Regions from separate parts of the Mus musculus genome. Here region 1 is linked to region 2. Evidence: chromatin contacts called from public HiChIP or PLAC-seq data. All regions are on one chromosome and are shown on one strand. The core of a region is the stretch at or near the end of the contact, and the rest is flanking DNA. Distances in the headings are between cores, read along the strand shown.

Region 1 (5,078 bases), core at 2,264-4,763, 460 kb before region 2:
TTGCTTTCTCATTCTGCCTTACAGTGTCAGGTTTCACCGATGCAGGCAGGCGAGCAGGCAGGCAGCCGTATCCCCAGGGTTCTTTATCTTATCTTCCCATTCATGTTTGCCTTCTAGTTCTCTACGCAGACCCCGGCAGGCAGGACAAAGCTGCCGCCACCGAGGCAGTAGGTTGGGCACTGTCTTACCTTCCAATATGTGCAAGGAGCTGGTCACATGTCATCTTCACAGCAATGTCACCTTGCTTGGGACCTCAGCCTCTACTTAGAGATAAGGACACTAAGCCCCACTTGCCAGTAAGAATTTGGCCTAAGGTTATTTGATTGCCGTTCAGACTCAAACATATTGACACCAGTCTTCTTCTAGCAGTCATTGCAACTTGCGTCCGGGGCTGTGTTTGAACATGTGTGTATGTAGCTGTGTGCACACATGTGTATGTATGTATACGTGCATGTGTATCTGTGTATTTTTGATAGCATTTTATGTATGTGTGTGTGCATGTGTGTGTTCATGCATATGTACTTGTGGGTATATATGCTATGTGCTTATTTATGGCTACATATGTGTGTGTCTGTGTATGCACATATATCTGTGGCTGTAAACTATTATGTGTGTATGTGCTATAGTGTGCTTGTGGTTGCACGCATATGTGCATGATGGTATGGTTGTGTGTTTCTGAGCATGGACTGCGCATGCGTGTCCCACTTGGCAAGGCTGTCTTTTCTATTCCTGTAGCTCCTCTTGGAGTATGTTCTCTAACTTACTGGACAAAGTCCTTTTGATGGCTGGGCTCCTTAAAGTGAGCACAGTGAGAACCCTGTTCCCCTTTTCCCCACCCCCTGCCCCAGGCTCCGGGCCTCAACTTACAGGGCTAAATGGCCCACTGGCTGCCAAGGTGGCCTCGGGCCTCACAGGTGAGTGCTGGCATGCTACAGAGAGCAAACGCCAGCACAGAATACATACTTTGTCTCCACAATGAGACTGCCTATGGCTGGACATAAGGAGGCACACAGCAATCCTGGAAGGACACCAAGCAGGAAAGAATGGCTGTCTCCATAGACCAGCCATTTCCAGACCTCACAGACTTAGAACAGGAAGGAAGTCAGATGCAGGCAGAGTCATCCCCTATGACAAAGGGTTGCCCCCACCCGAATCCCAATCTGAGGCCCACATCCCAGTATGCCCAGCCCATAGTAGCAGTCCCATGGTGCTGGCCGTTTCCTGCCTCATTCAAAGGTGCTGATCAGAGCAGTGAAGCAATACCAGAGCCTTGTGTGTGCTATGGCCTCTCAGAGTGCGGCTGTCTCTAGTGAGCTGTGGAGAGGGGAAAGTCATGGGAACGGGAGAGAGAAGCAGATGGAGAGAGCAGGAGAGATGAAAAAAAGAGGAAGGAGAAGGAAGAAAAGGAGGAGGAGGAAGAGGAGGAGAAAAAAAGGAGGAAGGGTTAGGGAAAGGAGGAAGAGGGTGCTGGGTTTATCCAAGGACCCCAAAGTGGTGAGGCACTTTTCAGTTTCTTCCATGTGGGCAGTGTTTCCTATGATGTCTTAGGAAGCAAGATGGTGGCACAGGACTGGGAGGAGATGCAGCTAACAGTCTGGCGCTGCAGACCTGCACAGCAGCAGCACTTCTCGATACTCTGTGGCCCAGCAGGAACCTCCCTCCCTTGAACCTAGCCGATTCTAGTTGGGGGGCTGGGGGTGCAGTTGGCAGAGGCTGACTCCAATCTCTGGCTTTATCTTCCCGACACATTGAAACCATCAAGCGGAGGCCTGATGCAGAGGCCTCGATGTTGGGTAGTCTGGAGGAACACTGAGTTCATCCAAAGCAGCCGTGCCTCCTGCATTCCCCACTCAACGGGGAAGAGGGGCAGGGCTTCACGGTGCTCCAGTGGCAGGCCTTGCAAGCTATTGAGCTATTGTCTCTGAGATGTGTTGAGGCCAACGTCCCTTCGGACCCTCCCGCTTTACCCTCCTCTCCCAAAGGGAACTTCTGTTGCTGTTATTTGCAACAGTGAGTGGCTACTCCCCCCCCCCCCCCCCCCCAACCAAGCTATCCCATCAAAAGCAGCACCCTTCAGTGCTTTGAGTTCAGGAGAAGCCAAATCAAAAGCAAACCCTGAATTCCTCTTGCTCATGGCCAATAAAAACCTTGCTTCGGAGCGGAGCTGGCTTCCTTTGCTGAAATCAGATATCCTAGTAATAAACAAGTCCTAAAGGCAGGGGGAGAGCCTTGCTTCTTTCTACTGATTAGTTTTTCTTCCTTTAAAAGGGGCCTCTCCTATAACAGGATGCCTGCCCTAGAAACTCGAGCACAGAAGGTGGCCCAGCCTAGCCCTGCCCTGAGCTGCCCTGCCCTGTATCACCTCCCCCTGGCCAAGAACCTTCCCCCTGGGCTCCTATGGGTGGGATGGGCTCTGCTTTCCCTAATGCTACGCTGTTTAGCTAAAAGGCAAGACAAAGGGGCTTGGGGGAGAAGAGGCCTTAGCTGTCTGGGGAACTGGCAGTGGTTTCCAGGGAGAGCTGAGTTCTTGCCCTTTGGCTCCTGGTACTGTTGGAAAAGGGAAAGTGGAGTTATCACAGGTGGGGGCCCTAGAGGCCTGTGCCTGCCAGGTAATGTACTCTGTCACCGAGCTACAGTCTCAGCTCTCATGGGAATTTAACTGTTGAGTCCAGGCCCAGAGAAGGCATCAGAGCAGACAGCAGGGTAAAAAGACATGGTGATTTGCTTCCTGGGGGCAGCCTTGCCTTTGCTCCTTAGCTCTTTCTAGGCCCTTCTTCCTGCCCTGCCCAGTCTCTGGGCAGATACGTGTGTTAGCCAGCTGTGGAGAGTGCCCTCCCTTGATATGCAGACCTCTCTCATCTCCCAAATAGGTTTTTTGTTTGTTTTTGTTTTTTTGTTTTTTGTTTTTTGAGACAGGGTTTCTCTGTGTAACCCTGGCTGTCCTGGAATTCATCTTGTAGCCCAGGCTGGCCTCGAACTCAGAAATTCACCTGCCTCTGCCTCCCAAATGCTGGGATTAAAGGCGTGCACCACCGCCCGGCTCCAAATAGGTTTTTATGTGACTTTGCCGGCAGAAGATGTGCGCCGCTGCTGTTTGTTTGTTTGTTTGTTTGTTTTCCCTCCGACACTATCTCTCTCGGGAGAGTTTCTGGTCAAGAGAATTATGTTGAGGCTGCAGATTGCGAGAGAATCGCGCCTAATGGGGAACAGACGGACAAGACACCTTTCATGTCCAGCCAAGTTTCTTTCCCCTCCCCTCTCTCGCTCTCTTTTCTCATCTTCCCTTTTTGGCTTCAAAAATCGGGCCCGCTCTGTGCCTGTTTCTTTGGTACATCTGCTGAATAAGGTCACACGTTGATTTTATTTTGGAAATTGGCAGCTCAGTCGAGCTGAGCTCCGAGGCTGCAGAGCAGGGGCACTGTTGGATGTCGAAAGGGGCAACTCTAGCCTGCAACTGGCACTGGGGTAGCCTAGCTCATTAAGTGTTGAGGAGCACCTCCGTACCCAAATTGCGCCCTCTGCTGGCGCGGCATCTCCAGAGTCGCCCAAGCTTGGAGGAATTAATTAGATGGAAGGTGCTGCATCTCTGGTTCCTTCCACAGGCTCCTTCAGTTAACCCCGTGCAATACTCTATAGGGAAGAAAGTGCTGGTTCTGAGGCCCCTTGGGACGCTTAAGTCATTAAAGGAGAACTTAAGTCTAAGGGCCTTGTAAATGCCCGCTTAAGGGCTGGTGAAATGACTCAGTGGGAAGAAGTGTTTACTGAGCAAACACGATGACCTGAGTTTGACCCCTGGATCCGGTTGGAAGGAGGGTGCTGATTCTAGCAAGTTGTTCGCTGATTTCCATATGCACACCTGCGCTCAGGCACGCAAACACCTTGCACGTGCGCTTGAGGCTGCGAGTGTGGTGGCTTCCTGGCTTAGCATGTGCTAGGGTTAGAATTAGATTCCCCAGAACAATACAAAACCAGCTCTCCTCTCCCCCGCCCCCTTTTCTTTGTGTTCCTCCAGAGAAGGCAGATTTGTAAAACATTTGGGAGGATGCTGGTGGTTTGGATTCCTTGGCCCTTAGTCATGAGGATGATGTAAGAGCATCCAACTGATTTCATGGTAAGGACAGTCACAGTTCTCAGCAAACCGTTTCCAATCGCACCCTGGCAACTCCCCACCCGGCCCTGTCTCAGAAACTACCCTCTTCCCAGAACTTTGGTGGGAAGCATGGGAGTGAGTTACTTGCTTTCCAAAGCTCGGCGTGAGTGTACTCTTGGACCCCATCCCTTCCCTGTCTAGCCTTGGGTAACAGAAGTCACTGCTGCTCCAACCCAGGGGGTTTGGTGTGGGCGGATTGGCACACATTGGTCTCTGTGAAGACTGCATCTGGAGGAGGGATGTAGGAGTCAGGGGAGAGGGCTGGCGGCTGGCTGATGCTAAATGTTGGGAAATGGGATGATGGGAGGGAGGCAGATTCTCCTCCTGTCTGGGCTTAATTCTCCTTCCTTCTTACACCCTCTGCTTGTGGTTTCAGAGTTTGTTCTGTATTAAGATACATCAGTTCTCAACTAGCACAATGGACTGAAAAAATGAAAACTGTGGACTTCTTTTCTAGCAATACGGCGTTCTAAAGTTATAGCTGCAAATCTAATACAGTGCTTACCACTGATTAAAGCTGGCAACAGAAGCTGCGTGCAACTTGGTGGTAGAAAGCCTGTAGAAGAAGTAGGGTGCCAATCTTAGCACTGCCAAATAATAACAGCAATAATAATAATATCCTCATCACCATTACCATCATCATCATCCTGTCCTTAGACAAGGTGTGTGTGTGTGCGTGTGTCCATGTCCCCATCCCCAGCCTCAGTGCTGGATCCAAAATGGGGACACTTACAGATTGCCTAAATACTTGAGTTGTCATGAGAGGACACAGGGCTGGGGAGATGACTTAGTGGATAAAGTGCTTACTATGCAAGACAAAAGATCTAAGTTCAAATCCCCCGAACCCATGTAAAGCCAGGCATAATAGCCTCCTTTTGTAACTCCAGTGTTCCTACTGCAAGATGGGACATAGAGTCCGGAAAACTCC
Region 2 (5,529 bases), core at 2,700-5,199:
CCCAATTAAAAATCCCACCATCGATCAATGTCACTGCACAGGGACCAACCCAGCATGTGAAATTTTCATGGAGACACATCTACCCAAACCACAGCAGGATCTCAGACAACCTCCAGACCAGTAGTTCTCAACCTGTGGGTCTAGACCCCCCTTGGGATCTAAGGACCCTTTCATAGATTCGCATATCAGGTATCTTGCGTACCAGATATTTACATTATGATTCAAAACAGTAGCAGAATTACAGTTATAAAGTAGCAATGCAAATAGTATTATGATTGGGGGGGGCGTTGCCACAACATGAGGGCCTGTGTTATAGAATTCCAGCATTGGGAAGGTTGAGAACCCCTGTAGATGCGCTCTCTCAAGTCTTCTATCCTTTTGATGTTAGTAGAATAGCATGCACTTCAATGTGCAAGTCGTAAGGGGGCGCTCATAACAAACTGCTCCCAGAGTATGGCCCAAGGCACCTTGGGAAGACTGATGTTTATCTTATAAAGTGGGGAGCTGAAGCCCCAAGAGGCTAAGTGGCTTTCTGAAGAGCACAGTGCTAGCTCTAGAGGCGGGGACTTCTAGGTCTGCTTTCATTTTTTTTCTCTAAAGCAGTCTGCTGTTAGTACGCTCTAGAGATGGGTATGAAAAGTGCCCTACCATGCCAAAGCCCTTGACCTCTACCACTGCCAGTTTGAAATGGAGCTAAGCAAGGGGCATTTCACAACTGGGATTTGGTCTCTGCTGTCTCTTAAGCAGCTCTGTGACTGTGAGCAATTAACCACAATTAACAATTGAACCACCCCCTCCCTTAGTGTTCTGCCTGGCTTATGTTGCTGTGATGAAACTGACCAAAATCAGCTCAGGGAGGAAACGGTTTATTTTAGTGGTTATACTTCCAGGGCACAGCTCAGCATGGAGGGGAGTCAGGCAGGGAAACATGGAGCAGTGCTCCTTAGGGCCTTGTTGCCTCTGGCTTGCTCTATAGCCCAGGCTCACCCACTTAAGGGTATAACTGTCCAGTTAGCAATCAACAAGAATACCTCACAACGTTCCCACAGGCCAATTTGTTTGAAGCAACCCCTCAACTAAGGTGACTCTAGCTTGTGCCAGTTTGCGACAATAAAAAACTAACGGTCTCATGTGGAAAACAATGCCACCTGGCTTGTTAATATGGATCTCCTCACAAAAGTAAGGGGAAGTGTTTTGTGAACAGCTTTGGTAGAGATTGAAGATGTGGTGTTGAAGGTGTTCGCAGGCCACCCTCAGAGGTTAGGGACAACAGTGTCCTTGTGGGAGTTCTAGTCTTCTGCTAGACACCTGGCAGACGAGGAGGCCTTGCCTTCCACCTTTTGTTCCTGGGCAGCATCCAAGAGTTATGGGCATTCGGTTCCCCCCAAGAATGAAACATTATCGCCATCCTTGAAGGATGAGGTGTCCCGAATGGCACGGGACTGAGCAGTGCTTTTTCTCCGTCTTTCTGCCGGAATTTAAGAGGCCCCCAGAGCAGCTGGGTTTATTAGGACCCATAAGAGCTGTGCTATAACCGGGACACGGGCAGCCGTAAACCTGTACCTTGAAGTTTGCAACAAATCCTGAAGTGGGGAACTAGGACGAGCTCTTGTCTCTGTCAGCAGAAAAAAATAAAATAAAATAAAATAAAATAAAGGGAGAAATGCAACTCCAGCAGAAAACAGACCTGAGAAGGGAAGGCAGAAAGAGTGAGAGAGAGAGCGAGCGAGCGCGGCTGCAAAAGCAATGCCAGCAATGAGGCTAAAAGCAACCATCAGGACATAAAAAGCAGGCAGCCTGTGGGAACCTCCCTGAATAAGCCCCAGGGAAATGCGCCTGCACAGTAAAATCAGCCTGGCTCACGGGTGTGTGTGTGTGTGTGTGTGTGTGTGTGTGTGTGTGTGGCTGCGGGGGAGGAGTAATTAGAAATAAACACACACGCGCACACATGCACACGCACACATATACACACATGTGCACAGACAGAGGAACAGATAATCTGGGTGGAGGATGGCAAATTGTGGATAAAGAATAAAAGACAGCCAAGGGCCTTCTCTGAAGTCATCGTGGACAGCAGCCTCTTGGAAAAGGGTGGGCGTCTTTGCATCTGTCCTGTGATGGCTTCTTAGATGCTCTACCTGATTTTTCCCTGAATACCCACGACTACTTTAAGACTGAACAAAGACCAGGAACTTTACTGTCTTTATAAAAGAGCAGAGCAAGAGGTGAGGACAATGGGCTTTGGTGGCAGCTCACACTTGGTGCTTACTGCGCAGGCGCCTCCCCCCCCACCCTCCCAAGGGTCGTTGGCCAGTGCCTTCCTCCTTGGACAAAGAAGAACCTTCCTGGGGACCCCAGGAAGTTCATGTTTGTCCCCTAGCCCACACTCCTTGCATGGCAAGTCCCATTACTTGATAACACAGTCTCCTCACGATCAGAACCCCGAACATAAATCAGACGATGATTGATCCTCTTCTCTCAGGCATTTTATTGGGGGGTGGCACTTGAAACACGATGCTTAAGGTTGTTGGGGCCTTTGGGCAAAGTGATTTTCCTAATGCAGGGACTATGAAATTCAAAGACTTCCTGCCACTCCGTTCTTTCCTGGAACATGGACAGGATACCTGGAGCTGCAAGGGCCACCTGTGACCGTGTTGTCAGGGGGGATGGGAGGAAAAAGAGGGAACAAAAAGCCAAAGCTAAATAATTCTAAGGCAGACATTTTGAGAACAGACAGAGCCTGCACCTCCATCAGTTGACTTCGGTTATGTGAGAAAATAAACACTTCTTTAAGTCACCCTGAATTGAGCGTTTAGTGCTCGCGGGCAAACTCAGTCTTCGCAGAACATTCAGACAAGAAGGACTTGATGCCACCTTGTTTTAACTTCTAACCTTCTGGTTGCCTCTTTTCAGCTAGTGAAACTTACTTAGCTGCTGAAGTATTAAAGAACCCCGCCATTCTTCACGGTGTAACACTGAATGGCTTGGGTTGGGCATTGGGAAAGCCTCAGTTTCCGGGAGCCCAGGCTGCCTCTCCAGCCTTCTCTGCCTGCCCTTGCCTCTCTGCTAGCCCCGTGTTTAACTCTCCTAGATCTCAGCTCACATCTGCCTCTGCTCAGTGTGTTCTTGTTTGACATCTTCTCTGCTCTAGAACGAGTTAAATTTTTTATTGATTTATTTTTCTTTCTTTTTTTTCTTGTGAGTGTGTTGGGAGGAAGAAGAGGGAAAATAAATTATACATCTCCCAAGATACGATCTGTAGTTAATTCTTAATTAGGACTGACAGATGCTTCCCCCATAATCCCATTCCCAACATGTTCTGTTTGCTTTGTTTGGTGCTGGAAGATGTATTGTGACACAGTAATGACCTTTGTAAGCTTGTCCTGGAAGTGTTATTGGCATTCTAATGATTTATTGCATGTTCCAGTTGATTACAGGGCCATTTGTCAGCATTTTATTTCTCTCTCCATAAACCTGTCTCCTGCGTCACAGGCATTTGCTGGATGAAATTTAAACAAATACAGTACACAGCTCTTATTCAACTTCTGTTTTCACTTGCAGCTTCTGAGCCAGCCCATTCTGGCCAGGAGAAGGCTTTTTATGACAGATGCTGCCCTGGCTCTCCCGGGGCTCTGTGTGAGGCTGGCAAAAGGCGATTTTCTTTCTATCGATTTGCAATTGCTCATTGTGGGAATCTGTTTCAAAGCTGAGTTGGCCAGGCTGGTAACCCATTACATGTGTGGACTATGTCTCTGGGTTTTCCCAAATGGCCATTTGGTGCCTGTTGGCATAAAAGGAAATGGCTGACTAGCCAAGGAGCTGTTATTATGTCCTAACCTCAGTCTGGTAGATTTACTTCTTAATTCCCCATAACCACAGACTCACCACAGCATCGACAGGTCCAAGCAAGCTGAAGGGACATTCAGAGAGAGTATGAGTCATGCCACCATAGCATGAATGCTTGTCCTATACTTCAATGGGTGACTTCTATTCCACCTGATCCAGAGCTTTGGAGTTACAGGGTAGTCTGGCTTCATGTTGATGTTGACATTGTTTATGTGAGTCAGGTTACCCCTTTTCAGTAAATGCCTCACAGAGGTGCTCTGAGGATAAATAAGCCCCATTAGTGACAGAACTCAGAGAGTCCCCATGAGAAGGGCTTTGCATCGATGCACAGTTACTATTGGCCTTGTGTTAGGATATCAAGTGGCAGGGTTCTAGAAAGCATGTGGCAATTGGAAATACTGTTGTCACCCTTCTTGGGAAATAGTGTGTTATGCAGTGGTCCTCTCACATTCAGTCCTTCTGAGGAAGTACCAAATTGTCTCTTGCTTGCCTGAGCCGGTTTCTAGCATTCCAAAGATGAGGTCAAGAATCTGTGCAGAGCGGCAACAGAGAAGAACGTCAACCTTCTCCTTCCAAAACCAACAAATTGTAGTTTCACTCCAGAGGGATAGCAGGGTGCTAAGAGGAAGATGGACAGGGAATGGATTGACTTCTAAACAGCAGAAATGTGCCTAGTGTCCTCTACAGCTTGGTTCTCTCTGTGTCCATCATAGTCTACTACTTTGAAGTCACTGAGACCAAAACTTCTATTGTGACCTCATAACTCTCATTTTCTTGACAGTCACCTACAATTTGCACCCTGGTCTTCTTAACCAGGGACCAGATAACCATGAGGTTGGCCTTTGTTCATCTTTCTAGGTATCTCTTGGCCAAGGTATCTCATAGAGCTTTGAACCATATTCATGCTTACTGAAACTTTATTTGTTCTATTTTCTCCTACTCTGAGTTTTCCATACAAAGACTGACAGGTCCTCCTATATAAAAACTTTTGCCCCTCCCACCATCTGTCCCCTGCACCAAGGGTTAACTCTATTGTGTCTTGCCCAGGTCAGTCTGACGTGTGGTCCTCTTCTCTTCTTTCATGGCAATGTCATAGTCCTAAAGTTTGCTCTTCTGGTCAGTTTCTTCAGAGAGATAAAGACCCTACCCTTGTTGTCTCTGAACATTTAAGATGCTGAATGCCACATGATAGTAGTTGATTGTCTAGTAAATGTTGAGCATGTGGTAGCAATGATGTTATAAATGTTCCAGGTCCCATTTTCTAGCATGATTATCCAAGGCTAGTGTTCCAGTGAGAGGAAGTTAGTTATTGAGAAGCCAAATGTGACCAACTTTCCACTAGTTGCATTCACGTGGTGCATAGTTGAGCTGGAGGAATTAGCTTAACCCAATTCTAGACATAAGAGGTTAGTTATGGGCATTTATGGGACAGCCATAACTTGAGATTGGATGGAGTAGGGAAGTATGGAAACACATAACAATTGTGTTGGTTTGAATATGCTTGGCCCATGGGAAGTGGCACTATTAGGAGATGTGGCCTTGTTAGAAGAAGTCCATCACTGTGGGGGTGGGGTTTGAGATATTATGCTCAAGTCCTTCCTGGTGTGAAATGGACCTTCCTACTGGCTGTCTGCAAAAGACCCTCCTACCTGGCTGCCTTTGGATCAAGATGTAGAATTTTTG

The links. HiChIP or PLAC-seq counts read pairs in DNA pulled down with a chosen protein or histone mark.
Region 1: a contact with region 2 is called in a FOXA1 HiChIP or PLAC-seq map of pancreatic cancer cells. The contact joins two enhancer-like sites. A contact is called at or near these places in 2 of 115 datasets of contacts at active chromatin or transcription factors (bone marrow-derived macrophages and pancreatic cancer cells) and 1 of 9 other capture datasets (adipose tissue).

The regions. Positions count from the first base shown.
Region 1 is chr8:27,057,021-27,062,098 of GRCm38.p6, reverse strand. No RefSeq gene overlaps it. Among named protein-coding and RNA genes, the nearest start is that of Plpbp, 17 kb to the right of the region's middle. Within about 2 kb of position 3,513, at least 138 of the 459 cell types and tissues checked have an H3K27ac peak or open chromatin away from gene starts, as enhancers often do. A contact at or near this core is called in pancreatic cancer cells, where this site is marked.
Region 2 is chr8:26,592,116-26,597,644 of GRCm38.p6, reverse strand. No RefSeq gene overlaps it. Among named protein-coding and RNA genes, the nearest start is that of Gm39149, 15 kb to the right of the region's middle. Within about 2 kb of position 3,949, at least 28 of the 459 cell types and tissues checked have an H3K27ac peak or open chromatin away from gene starts, as enhancers often do. A contact at or near this core is called in pancreatic cancer cells, where this site is marked.